Regions from separate parts of the Rattus norvegicus genome. Here region 2 is linked to region 1. The links are chromatin contacts, called in public Hi-C maps. All regions are on one chromosome and are shown on one strand. Each heading gives the region's core, a stretch centred on a gene start, on an enhancer-like site or on the middle of the called end of the contact. The rest is flanking DNA. Distances are from core to core; before and after follow the strand shown.

The links. Hi-C and Micro-C count contacts between places; a contact is called where the count stands out from the background.
Region 2: a Hi-C map of the A7r5 cell line shows a contact between it and region 1, with 2.1 times the contacts expected there. The contact joins the enhancer-like site here to the promoter of Wbp1l in region 1. A contact is called at or near these places in 11 of 12 Hi-C or Micro-C datasets (the A7r5 cell line, Schwann cells, frontal cortex and 6 more).

What each region holds. Positions count from the first base shown.
Region 1 is chr1:255,409,964-255,415,619 of GRCr8, reverse strand. Wbp1l (WW domain binding protein 1-like) reads right to left here and starts at 1,915. Exons shown (of 4, transcript NM_001127484.1): 1 at 1,728-1,915. The coding sequence starts at 1,817.
Region 2 is chr1:255,458,385-255,464,089 of GRCr8, reverse strand. The region is part of intron 2 of Wbp1l (WW domain binding protein 1-like); the gene reads right to left. Among named protein-coding and RNA genes, the nearest start is that of Cyp17a1, 23 kb to the left of the region's middle. Within about 2 kb of position 3,754, at least 6 of the 93 cell types and tissues checked have an H3K27ac peak or open chromatin away from gene starts, as enhancers often do. A contact at or near this core is called in the A7r5 cell line, where this site is marked.

The sequences.
Region 1 (5,656 bases), core at 666-3,165:
GGCCCTGGGTTCGGTCCCCAGCTCCGAAAAAAAGAACCAAAAAAAAAAAAAAAAAAAAAAAAAAGATACAGTGACAGATAGGATGATAAATTGTAGCATATACATTAAGGGGAATATTATTTGGTCACGATGCAGATGAACCTTAAACACATGACAGAATATGAACGACGCCACACATGCTACAGCCATGCCGTTACGCAGGATGTGCAGGACAGGTAAATCCACACAGACACAGGCAGACTCACTAGTTGTCAAGGGTCAGGGTTGGGGGGCAGGGGGAGGTGTGTGGGAGGGGTGGAAACAGGGAGTAACTGGTTAAGAGGGACCATTCTTTGGGATGATTCAACTGTTTTGGAAGTAGATAGGGTGGTGGTTGCACAACACCGAATGCCACAGTGATTCACTTTAAAACTGTTGATTTTGGTATGTGAACTTCAAGGCACTTAAAAATCCTCCAAATCCCAGAGCTTGGGTGGCTGAAGGAAGAAGATCTTGAGTTCAAGCCCAGCCTGACCTACATTGCAAGAACTTGTCTCAAACAAAACAAAACTCAATTATTTTCAGGTTTTGTTCTGTTGGTTTTTTGTTTGTTTGTTTTAGGAAGAGGATACTCAGGAGCAAAATAAGATTGGTGTGTGAAAGGGCCACCCTTAAGCTCTAGGAGGAAAGGTAAAAGTTCTGCTAGCAATTTCTGCTCTTCTGCGTGACGTGAAGTGCTGTATAGACTGTCCCTGTGCTGTGTCTGTGCCTGTGAATGCTTTTCTGAAAAACAGACAATGATGGGAAGAAAGGGAAGAACCCAAAAACGATAGAAGCTTTGCCAAACTTAACAGGGGAGGGGTGATTCCCCCTACAGCACCCCACCCAATCTGGCACCAAGACTAACGCTTCAATTAGGGTTTCGAAACACCAGCCCAAGCTAGAATCAGCACAAGCGAGCTTCTCCGGCTTGGACCAGGAAAGACCAAGCCACCCAGCAAGAAAAGCTAGGGCGCTCCACTTGCTGCCGATATTGGCTTCGGAACCACTCTTTGCTCAAAAGCCCTGATCAGCTCGTATCAGCAACAGTGACTTCTTCCCAGGACAGCCAGCCTAACAGCACGGCCTTCTCACAGCTCAGATGTGCCCCTCCTCCTGAGAGGTTCCACTCTACTTCATCTCTCCTATCTTCCAAGAACCTTACCTCCAACAACAGGCCACCAACGTGCTATGCCTTACAGCATTAAAATTAAAAAATTAAAAATAAATAAATAAAAGGAGCTAGGATGCCCTCAGAACTTCTCCTTTGTCCAGTCTGAAATAAATATCCTGCTGGGCTCTCCTCCCTCTGGGGCCAGTTCAGTAACCTGTGATCGGTGTGCACACAGTCTCTGGCTCCTGACTCTACTGCGGAGAAGAAATAAGGCCCACAAGCACACAGTGTGCATCGATATCCAGAAAGGGTCCTTCAGAGCACCTACCATACCTACCCTCTCAAAGGACCCCCAAGTCGCCTGGCACCATTGCCTCTGCCATCTTCTTGACATCCAACTCATCACAGGTGTCCCTCGGCTAAACACCAACACCGCCACCCCCCCAAACCCCTTCACCCTGCCCACGTTAGCCATGGGCTTCCCTCCCGAAAACACTCAACTCTCTGCAAACAAACCTCTTTAAGACCCCCCTCCAGCCAGGCCTCGACCTCCCCGGACCCCCCCCCCCAAGCTAGCCCAGACGCCCTCCCTTACCTGCGGGGGCTCAGCCCTCACTGACAGGGGGCTGGGCAGCGCCTGGAGGAGCAGGAGCGCCATGCCACCCAGGAGCCTTCTCCTCTCCATCCCCCTCCTGCTCCTGCTCCTCCGCCACGGCGCCGCCACCCCTCCTCCTCCCTCTCTTCTTCCCTCTGCTTCCTTCTTCCCTTCTTTTCCTGTTTCGCTCTCCCCTCCCGCTTCCGGCTCGGCTCCACCCCGCCCCGGGGAAAATGCCCTCCCAGATGCAGAGGAGGGTCTCCAACTCCCGCGCCTCATTGGTTTCTACTTTCCGTCCATTGGCCAAAATAGCTGTGTGTCAAATATCAGTCCCAGCCCCCCTCGTGCTAGGTGATTTGGCCAATGAAAAGTGGGAGGAAGCCGGGCCATCTTGAATGCTGCGAGATGTCTAAAAGTGCAGAGCGCCCGCCCCGCAGAGAGTGGCGGAAGTAACAGGAGCCAGGGACACGACCACCCGGATGCATTGAGAAAGTTGACCGTATTCAGCCATTTTGAGTGTGGCGGAAGTGTTATGTTCCCACAGTTAAGGGGAGGTAAAAGAAAAAAAGAAGTAGTGAGGTATGCTGGTTCTAAAGCGTACTTCCAAAGAGTAAAACAATTGCAGTCTATAAACCTTTGGTGCTTTTTGTATTAAAGTACAGAACGCCCTATTATCAGGATCCCCTCTCCAAGCTCGCTACCCAAGCAGCTGCTTAGGTTCATTTGCGTCCCCTATTAAGGTGTTCTGACACCCCGAGTTTCAAGGACAAAACCCTTATAATCTTACTCAGAAACAGCTCTGATACCCACCAATCATTGCTTCAGCCAGGTTATCTTCCGGCTAAATGAAAAAGTCTTCCCTATGCACCATTTCCCCACCCCCAACCCCTCAAATCCCATCCACGAGTCGCAAAGACCCACACATCACTATGTAGGAGCTTCACCTTTGAGAATACTTGGCCAACTGGGCAGGAGGATGCATCACTCTGGTAAAATGGCTTGCATGGGCAAGGCCCTGAATTCAGACCCCAGTATTTGCCATAAGGAACGGAGAATGGGAAGAGATACAGGGAGGAAGAGAGGGAAGAAGAAAGAAAAGATTAGGCTCCAATTATTCACAGGATGTATTAGGTTAGCTTTTTGATATAGGGTCTCCCCATGTTGTCCATGCAAGCCAAGAACTATGTAACTCAGGCTGCCCTCACAGTTACGAGTTAGTAGTTCCCATACAAAGCCCTACTGTTCATTCTAACTGCCTTTCAACATCCCACAGGCCAATTCAAAGAAGGCAGAGGTGTTAGAAAATGACTGGACTGGGGATGGCAGGGCTCAAAGGTAGAACACTTACCTAACAGAAAGAGGACCTTGGGTTCCATGCTGGAACCTCAAAAGAAAATCAAATCATCTCAAAGTCCTCCTAACCTTGACATACTCTAAACTTGACATACTCTAGACTATTCCAAAAGATGACAACTGAGTTTGAAGTCACCCTGGTCTACAGAGTGAGCTCCAGAACAGCCAGGGCTACATTAAAAATAACCTGCCTCAGAAAACAAAAGCAAAAATAATCCTGTGAGGACAGACATGTCTCCGATAGAGAAAGCTAAGCAAAAGCTGTTCTTTACAGAGAACACAGTGAGGAAAAACTTCCCAGGTTCTGATGTTTCTTTTCCGGTTTGTTTTTGGAAGGGAAAAGCCAAAGTCAAGTTTCCCATCTTTAAAAGCCTGGCTGAAAAACGAACAGACTTTTCTGGCAACTACCAGCCAGCATCGTGTTTTCCATGTTAGTTATAACGTTCTTAAAGAACCCTGCAAACACACTTAGCAAGAGAAGCCAGAGACAAAAGGCCCACAGTGTGATCTGACAACAAATGTGGAAAGCAGACAAATCTGAAGACGGTAATGGCTGAGGGGCGGGAGGAAGGTGGGGTGTGGATGCTGATGTCCTTGGGTTTCCTAGGAGGGATAGGCTAAGTGTCCAGATTACAGGAGTACCACGGTGTGACTGGCCTGAAAGTTACTAAATCACACGATTTAAAGGGCTGGATTTGCGCTTACCTAGGAAGCGCAAGGCCCTGGGTTCGGTCCCCAGCTCCGAAAAAAAGAACCAAAAAAATAAATAAATAAATAAATAAATAAATAAATAAATAAAGGGCTGGATTTGGCTGGGCACAGAGATGCACAGCTGTAATCTCAGCACTCATGAATCCGGAGTGAGGCAATGAGAGGCTAGCCTGGACTCCATCAAAAAGAAAACAATTAGGGGTTGGGGATTTGGCTCAGTGGTAGAGCGCTTGCCTAGGAAGCGCAAGGCCCTGGGTTCTGTCCCCAGCTCCGAAAAAAAGAAATTTAAAAAAAAAAAAGGGGGGGGGGTTGGGGATTTAGCTCAGTGGTAGAGCGCTTGCCTAGGAAGCGCAAGGCCCTGGGTTCGGTCCCCAGCTCCGAAAAAAAGAAATTTAAAAAAAAAAAAAGGGGGGGGGGTTGGGGATTTAGCTCAGTGGTAGAGCGCTTGCCTAGGAAGCGCAAGGCCCTGGGTTCGGTCCCCAGCTCTGAAAAAAAGAACCAAAAAAAAAAAGAAAAGAAAAGAAAACAATTTCATGGTTTCTGAGTTCCATTTTCCTTTTTAAGTGGGTGTGGGGCTAAATCGCAGCTGGGGTCTTAGCATGCAGTCTCCTTTAGTTCAACCACGTGGTGTCGGATGGATCCCAGCAGCGTTACCTCCTCAGGTTCCACCTCCGACCTACAGAGCCAGGAGCTGGTTACGGATAAGCCTTTCCACCTATTTTCACAACAGCTTCAGGTGACTGACTCTGGGATACATTTTTCCCCTTTGAGGCAGGGCTGGAATGTGCTATGTAGAGCAGGGTAGACTCAAACTCATGAAGATCCACCTGCCTCTGCTCCCCAAGTGCTGGAATTAAAGAAGTGCACCACGGGCTTAGTACACACTTTTAAGTCACAATTGTGGGGTAGGGGAAACATGTTAAAGTCTACATGCTGCATATACAGTGCCTATCACATATTCTAGTTTTTTTCTTTTTTATAACCCACTAAGAAATGTAAAAAGTATTTTTAGTTCCAAAATGCACAAGAAGATAACAGATAACAGGTGAATTTGAGTATGTTACGGCTGACCAAGTCCAGCCCTGAGGCAATATGTATTCCACTCTGGTAGACCTGTGGAGCACCAGCAAGGGCTGCCGGTGGATTCTTCCCCATTGTTAAGGACATCAGACAACTTGTGATAGGCTCTGGCATGCCAAGGCCAAAGTTAGGCCACAGATCCTGCTTTCCATCTGGAGTTAGTAGCTTAGTTTACAGACAGTGTTTCGTGTTCTCTCAAATCATTTATTCAGTTCATAATGGCGCATTTGAACAGGATCAGCAATCTTGGCAGACAAAACACATATACCCACTGACCCCAGGTAAGCCAGCCCCCCAAGGGTTTGTTGGTCCCGGGGGACTTCCTCTCTGAGGTGACCAAGTGAAGCCCCGTACCATTGGCACTGGCATTCTCTTTGGTGTGTGACCTAAAGGCTGAGGGAGGAAAGCCAGCAGGAAACTGAATATGTGGCAGGTGCCTTCCCTCACAGTGAGGGGCTTGGCTTGTAAAATAGAGCAGGCCACAAGAAGAGACCTCTCAGCTAAAGGTCCCGGAAGTAGATTTGGACATCATTTTAAGACAGAATGGTCATTTTCAAAGGGGTAGAACTTGATGTCCCACATAACTTTGGTAAAATGACTGTTTGACTGTACATTTTTTCCTGTTTTTTGTTTTTGTTTTTGTTTTTTTAAGACAGGGTTTCTCTGGCTGTCCTGGAACTCATTGTGTAGACCAGGCTGCCCTTGAACTCAGAGGTTCACCTGTCTCTGCCTCCTGAATGCAGGATTAAAGGTGGATGCTGCCCTGAACACCCCCCCACCCGACC
Region 2 (5,705 bases), core at 2,505-5,004, 47 kb before region 1:
CCCTTTGTCCTCCGCCCCAGAGCACGCAGTCTCCTTTCCCACTTTCTTGGTGAGCCCCCACATGAGAACACCTCAATTTTGAAATGTAGATAGAAAAGGCTTTTAAACAACTTTTTAAAAGAAATATCAATGTGCCAGTTTTGCTTAAATATATTCAGGCATAAATGGTAGAAACACTGAAAGGAAAACATAAGATAATGACGTTTTAAGAATGTATGTCTGTGCTCAGAGGGCATTGGCCCTCCTGGAACTGCTGCTACACATGTTACCCTGGGAGAATCCATGTAGGTGTTAGGAAAGGAACGGAACCCAGGTTCTCCACAGGAGCAACAAATGCCCTTAACTCCTGAGCCATTTCTCCAGTCCCAAATAATGACATTTTAAAAAGACACGGCATTATAAGAAATTTAAGGTTTTTATTTTTCCCAATTGTTTTACCCTTTTAAATTATGAAACTAGAAAAAAAAATCAGTTTTAGTTTTACTGGCCTTTTCTTTTCTCTTTTCTTTGGTTTCCCTGTATAGCCCTGGCTGTCCTGGAACTCACTCTGCACACCAGGCTGCCCTCGAATTCAGAGACTCAGCTGCCTTTGCCTCCTGGTTGCTAGGATAAAGGTGTGGACCACCACCTCCCAGTTGTTTTTCTTTTTTCAAATGATAAATTTAAAATAGTAGCCTCTGTGTGTGTGTGTGTGTGTGTGTCTGTGTGTGTGTGTGTGTGTGTCTGTGTGTGTATGTGTGCTCGTGCATACCTATAATTCAAGCATCCAAGAAACTAGCCTGGGATACATAGTGAGATGCTGGAGATGGCGGTGGCAGTTGTGCTAGAGTGAGAATCCAGGAGTTAAAAGTGCTTGCTGCTCTTTTTTTTTTTTTTTTTTTTGGTTCTTTTTTTCGGAGCTGGGGACCGAACCCAGGGCCTTGCGCTTCCTAGGTAAGCGCTCTACCACTGAGCTAAATCCCCAACCCCGCTTGCTGCTCTTTTAAAAGACCCAAGTTCAGTTCCCAGGACCCACATAGCATGTAACTCCACGACTGCCTGTAATTCTAGCTCCAGGAGAATCCACACTCATGTGCACATAACCACGAACGAACACACACACACACACACACACACACACACAGAGAGAGAGAGAGAGAGAGAGAGAGAGAGAGAGAGAGAGAAATAATAAAAACACATCTTTTCTAAAGCCGGCCATATAGGGGCTGGAGTGTAGTTTAGAGGTAGAACTCATGGGTCAGGTGACTTCTAGATCCCTAGCACCACAAACCTAGAAAAGAAGTGAGGGAATAAAATAGAGGCTCTATGAACAAAAATAAGGGGGGCAGGGGAGTGAGGGGGGACATCTGGAAGCTGCCCTGGCTGAAGCACAGTTTTCTGATCCTGGTTTTTTTTTTTTTTTTTTCTTTTCTTTTTTTTTCGGAGCTGGGGACCGAACCCAGGGCCTTGCGGTTGCTAGGCAAGCGCTCTACCACTTGAGCTAAATCCCCAACCCCTTTTTTTTTTCCTCAAAAAACGCATCTATCTGATAAGTAATTCTAAGGTTGAGCTGCTATTGAAGGAGAAGAGGTATTTTTGTTCTTTGTCTGTTTATTGTTGTTTTTGTTTTGAGAGAGGGTCTCATGTAGCCCAAGTTGGCCAGAGTTCTGTCTCCATATCCCAGATACTAGGATTACATCTGGGTCTTTAAATTATTATGTAAATATAGATACATTGACGGAGGTGTGTAGATTCTGTGTGTCTATGGGCACACTGGCGTGCATGCAAGTGTGTGTGGCTCGTGGGGGTTGGGGAACAACTTTGGGGTGTCAGTTCTTGGCCTCCAGTCTCGGAGCCTTGCACCTTTACCTCGTGAGTCAGGTCACTGACTTACATGGTGGTACTGGATGCCCTGGAGTTGAGTTACTGCTGTGACCTCAACCCCAGTACTGCAAGAGCAGACGGTGTTCTTAGCGGCCAAGCAATCTCTCTAGGCCATCATTCTGCCCCCGGGGACTGAACCTGGTACATCATAAATGTTAAGTGAGCGCTCTGCTCCCCTCATCTCACCCCCACCTCACAGCTCAACATTGGAAGTATATTCGTTCTCTCTCTCTCTAGAAAAACCGACACTGAGGTTATTTTTTTTTCCCTCGAGTCACTTCCCCAGTATTTCCTCATTCTCTACATTTTCTGTGCTTACAATATGTGACATCAGAGGCATCAGTGTCAGCTTTTGCTTTAAACGTAACTGTTAAGTAAAGAAAATCCCAGCAAGGTATGTGACGCACGCCTGCAGGATTGAGGCAAGATCTCCAGTTCAGGGTCAACCTGGGCTATCTAGGGAAACCTGTCATGACAGACAAGGGAAATGCTTTTCCTGTTCACCAAAAATTCCTGATTCTCTTGCTTTGGGTGCATGGGTAGGCCTGAGCTTCCTGGCCTCTACGCGCTTGGGGGAGGCTGACTAAATCTACCTATTGACAGAAACTATGAGCAGTGTGTCATTTAGAGACAGGAACGCTTCTTGTATAAAACCCTCCATCAGCCCCCATTGGTATTCCAGTCATTCCTGGCTCTACGCTGTAAGACATGCCCAGGTGGGAACAGAGCCCCCATTCCACCTTCAATAGACACACAGCAAGAGTGAGAAAGAACCCTGTTGGTTTCAGCCACTAGGATTTGGGACATGTTTGTTCCTGCGGCAAAGCCGGCTGCCACACAGTGCTACAGGGTTTTCCATGTGAGCTCTAAGGATTTATCAGGAATCCTTTAAAAGAACCCAATCTCACTTTTGCCTATTCTGGGCTCACTCACAATACATGTATAAGGTCCGAGGACAACTTAGTGGACCAGGACAGTCCTGGACCAGCAGTTATCAGCTGAACCACCTCCTTGACCTCAGGAGAGATCAATCTAAAGGATAGTCTTGATCTAAAGCAAGACTGAGGTCCGCTTCACTGAAAGGCTTCCTATTTTTCGAAAACCACAGAATGGAAAAATGAGGAAGAGCGGCAGGCAGCAGAATCCAGGGCCCGGTGCATGCTGGGACACACGCGCTACCCATGAGACACTCGTGCCTTGGCCCACCTTTTCCCGCTTGATGTTATGAGAAGGAAAACTATCTCTGCCCTGCACCTGCTGTGTGATGTCACACTTGTCTCAAACTGGGTAAGCGCCTCTCAGTTTCAAATATATGACCACAGGAGAGTTACCTGTGTGGATCCACACAAGGGAAAGCACAAGGTCTTGTAGCACATTGGGTGTCAATCTAGGGACAGAAAAATGGACAAGCTGGTCCCATCTGGTGGGAAGGCAGACAGAGCACAGTCCGATGTGGGTTATACAAACTAGACTGTCCTGAGAATCACATTAGGAAAGGCTGTAAATTAACTGCATGCAGGGGTGGGATGTTAGATTAGTCCCAGTGGGGTTGGACTAAATTTTAATATTTTAGCTAGATTTCAGAAATACAGAGGTAGGTTTTATTGCTATTGTTTTTGAGACAAGGGTTGCTATACAACTGGGGTTGCTATACAACTGTGGCTGACCTCAAACTTGGGGCAATTCTCTACCCTATGTTCCCCAAACACACACCAATCTATATGGCCCCCTCCCACCTCCCGCCCAAGTTATGACCTTGCTGTGTGGAGCATTTGTCATGCTAAACGAAATGGAGAGCATGTTTTTAAAAACAATCACAGTCCCGTGTAGGAACTGAGTCATGTGCCCTAGAGTTTGGGACAGACTTGGGAAAACGCACTTCTCAGCTGGCAGGAAATTCCCCACCAGTGAGCGGCTCACACTGGAGAACTAACTCCCCTTCTTCTCATACTCTAGGGTGACTCCCTTGGCCCTGACAGTTCTTATCAGGATCTCCTGAGTGCTTAAGAATCCCTGAATTTGGAAAATGAATATTCCCACAGGGTTACAGTGTCTTGTCTGAACTATCGGGCAACTGACAGTCCTGTAGGGTGACCACAGCTACACAGGTTCAAAGTCCAGAAAACCCGTGATCTTTGGGATTCTGTTTCTACTCCCCTTGTGTGTAAAATGGGGAGAACGATGGTCTCACCCAAATTAACACACAAGTGGGACACTCCCCGCCGCTCCCCACCGTGCCCGTGTCACTGTGTCACTGTGCCATCTCAGGCTTATTGTTATAGCTGGTGCTCTTACAGGCATAAGCACAGATGGGACGGATTTCCTTGAAACCCTCCTTTGACCCCTCCTCTAAAAACAACATGGATTAGGAACAAGTCCAAAGTCTGCCTCTAGGTTCTGCTCTTGGCAAAATTCTGTGGAAAAAGAAATCAGGCAACTCCTATTTATTGAGCCCTTGCCATGAACAAGATGCTGTGTCCACTGACACTAGCTGCCTGGCTGACTATGCTGCCCCCGTCCAGGGGCTTGGAACACTAGGGAGCTGTGCTCAACAAGGACTTGGAAGGAGGCGTCCTGCCAGCCAGTGTGCTCAAGAGCTAAGACTCAAGCGTGTTGAAACATCAATCGCAGAGTGTCCCGTAAGTATGGGCAGTGTCTCAAATCGTAATTAAAATAACAAAGTGGATAAGTATCAGTGGTTGGCGTTCAGTGGATTGGCTACATCTCTTTCACGTCATCTCTCGAAATCCCACTGTGGCCTTTCCTCTCAGCTGAAACTCAAACCAGGGAAACCTGACGCTTGAGTAAAGTTCCTCCAGATTATCTCAGGGACAGAAAATCCAACTATGACTTCTCCCTGGGAAATGCGGTCTGGAGAAAGAAAAAGAGCCTCAGACAAGAATTGGGAACCCCGACCGCAGGCTTTTTGGTACCCCTGGATTTCTGGGGTCTCCTTGCTCCCTCTGTTTCGGGGAAGTTAGACATGCACGGAAGCCCCACCTCCTTCCAGCTTAGCCTCAGAGCCCCCAAGCAGGGAGATGCAGGCCACTCTACTACGTCTTAGCTACAAACAACAGAGTGTTCTTAAGGTGTGGATGACACCAGCAGCTGGCAGGTACAGAAGACCCTACTTAGCCAGCCACAAAACATCCTCTACCCCAACTCTCTCAGGGTGCCCTGTAGTCTCCGGATAGTAGCTCTTCGCTACGGGGCCATAGCTAACAGCAGTCTCCTGTCTGAGAGTGAATCCTATCCTCTGAACGTACACTCCATGCTTGCATGCCTGCGAGCTCACACTGCATCTCCTCTCTGCCTGATCGCTGCCCGATGGAGGAACTGCACCCTCGTGCCGATTCTGAAACAGAAGAGGCCATGGCATCGATTAAGAGCTTGCCGGAACTGCAAACGCTCAGGTCTATCTCAGCCCTGAAGGGAGCAGAGCCTGGAAATCTGTGTTTAAATCGGTCTCTGCTAAGGCACTGAGGTCTAAGACTGGAGGAATTGGCTTTGCTGAATGACTGACAGAATGGTGACTCCAGGCACAGAGGCAGGTTTCTTGGTCTCAGCTACTGCCCTGGTAAACAGGAGCATCCGGTCTCACCTCGCACAGGCCCAGGGACTGGTTCAAGTTACAGCACACTGAAAACTTGCTGAGGAGAACTCAAGGTCAGCGTGTGCCTGTGGGTCTGTACACTGTGCATAGGTCAGTCCGAGGGTCACAGGTAAATTTAGTTCAGTACAGGTAAAAGGGCTAGTGGGAACAGCATTTCCCCCAGGGCCTTTCTTGTGAAATGAAGGCTAACCCTGCCAATGATCCCTGGCTTGGTTCTTTCTCCAAAGAA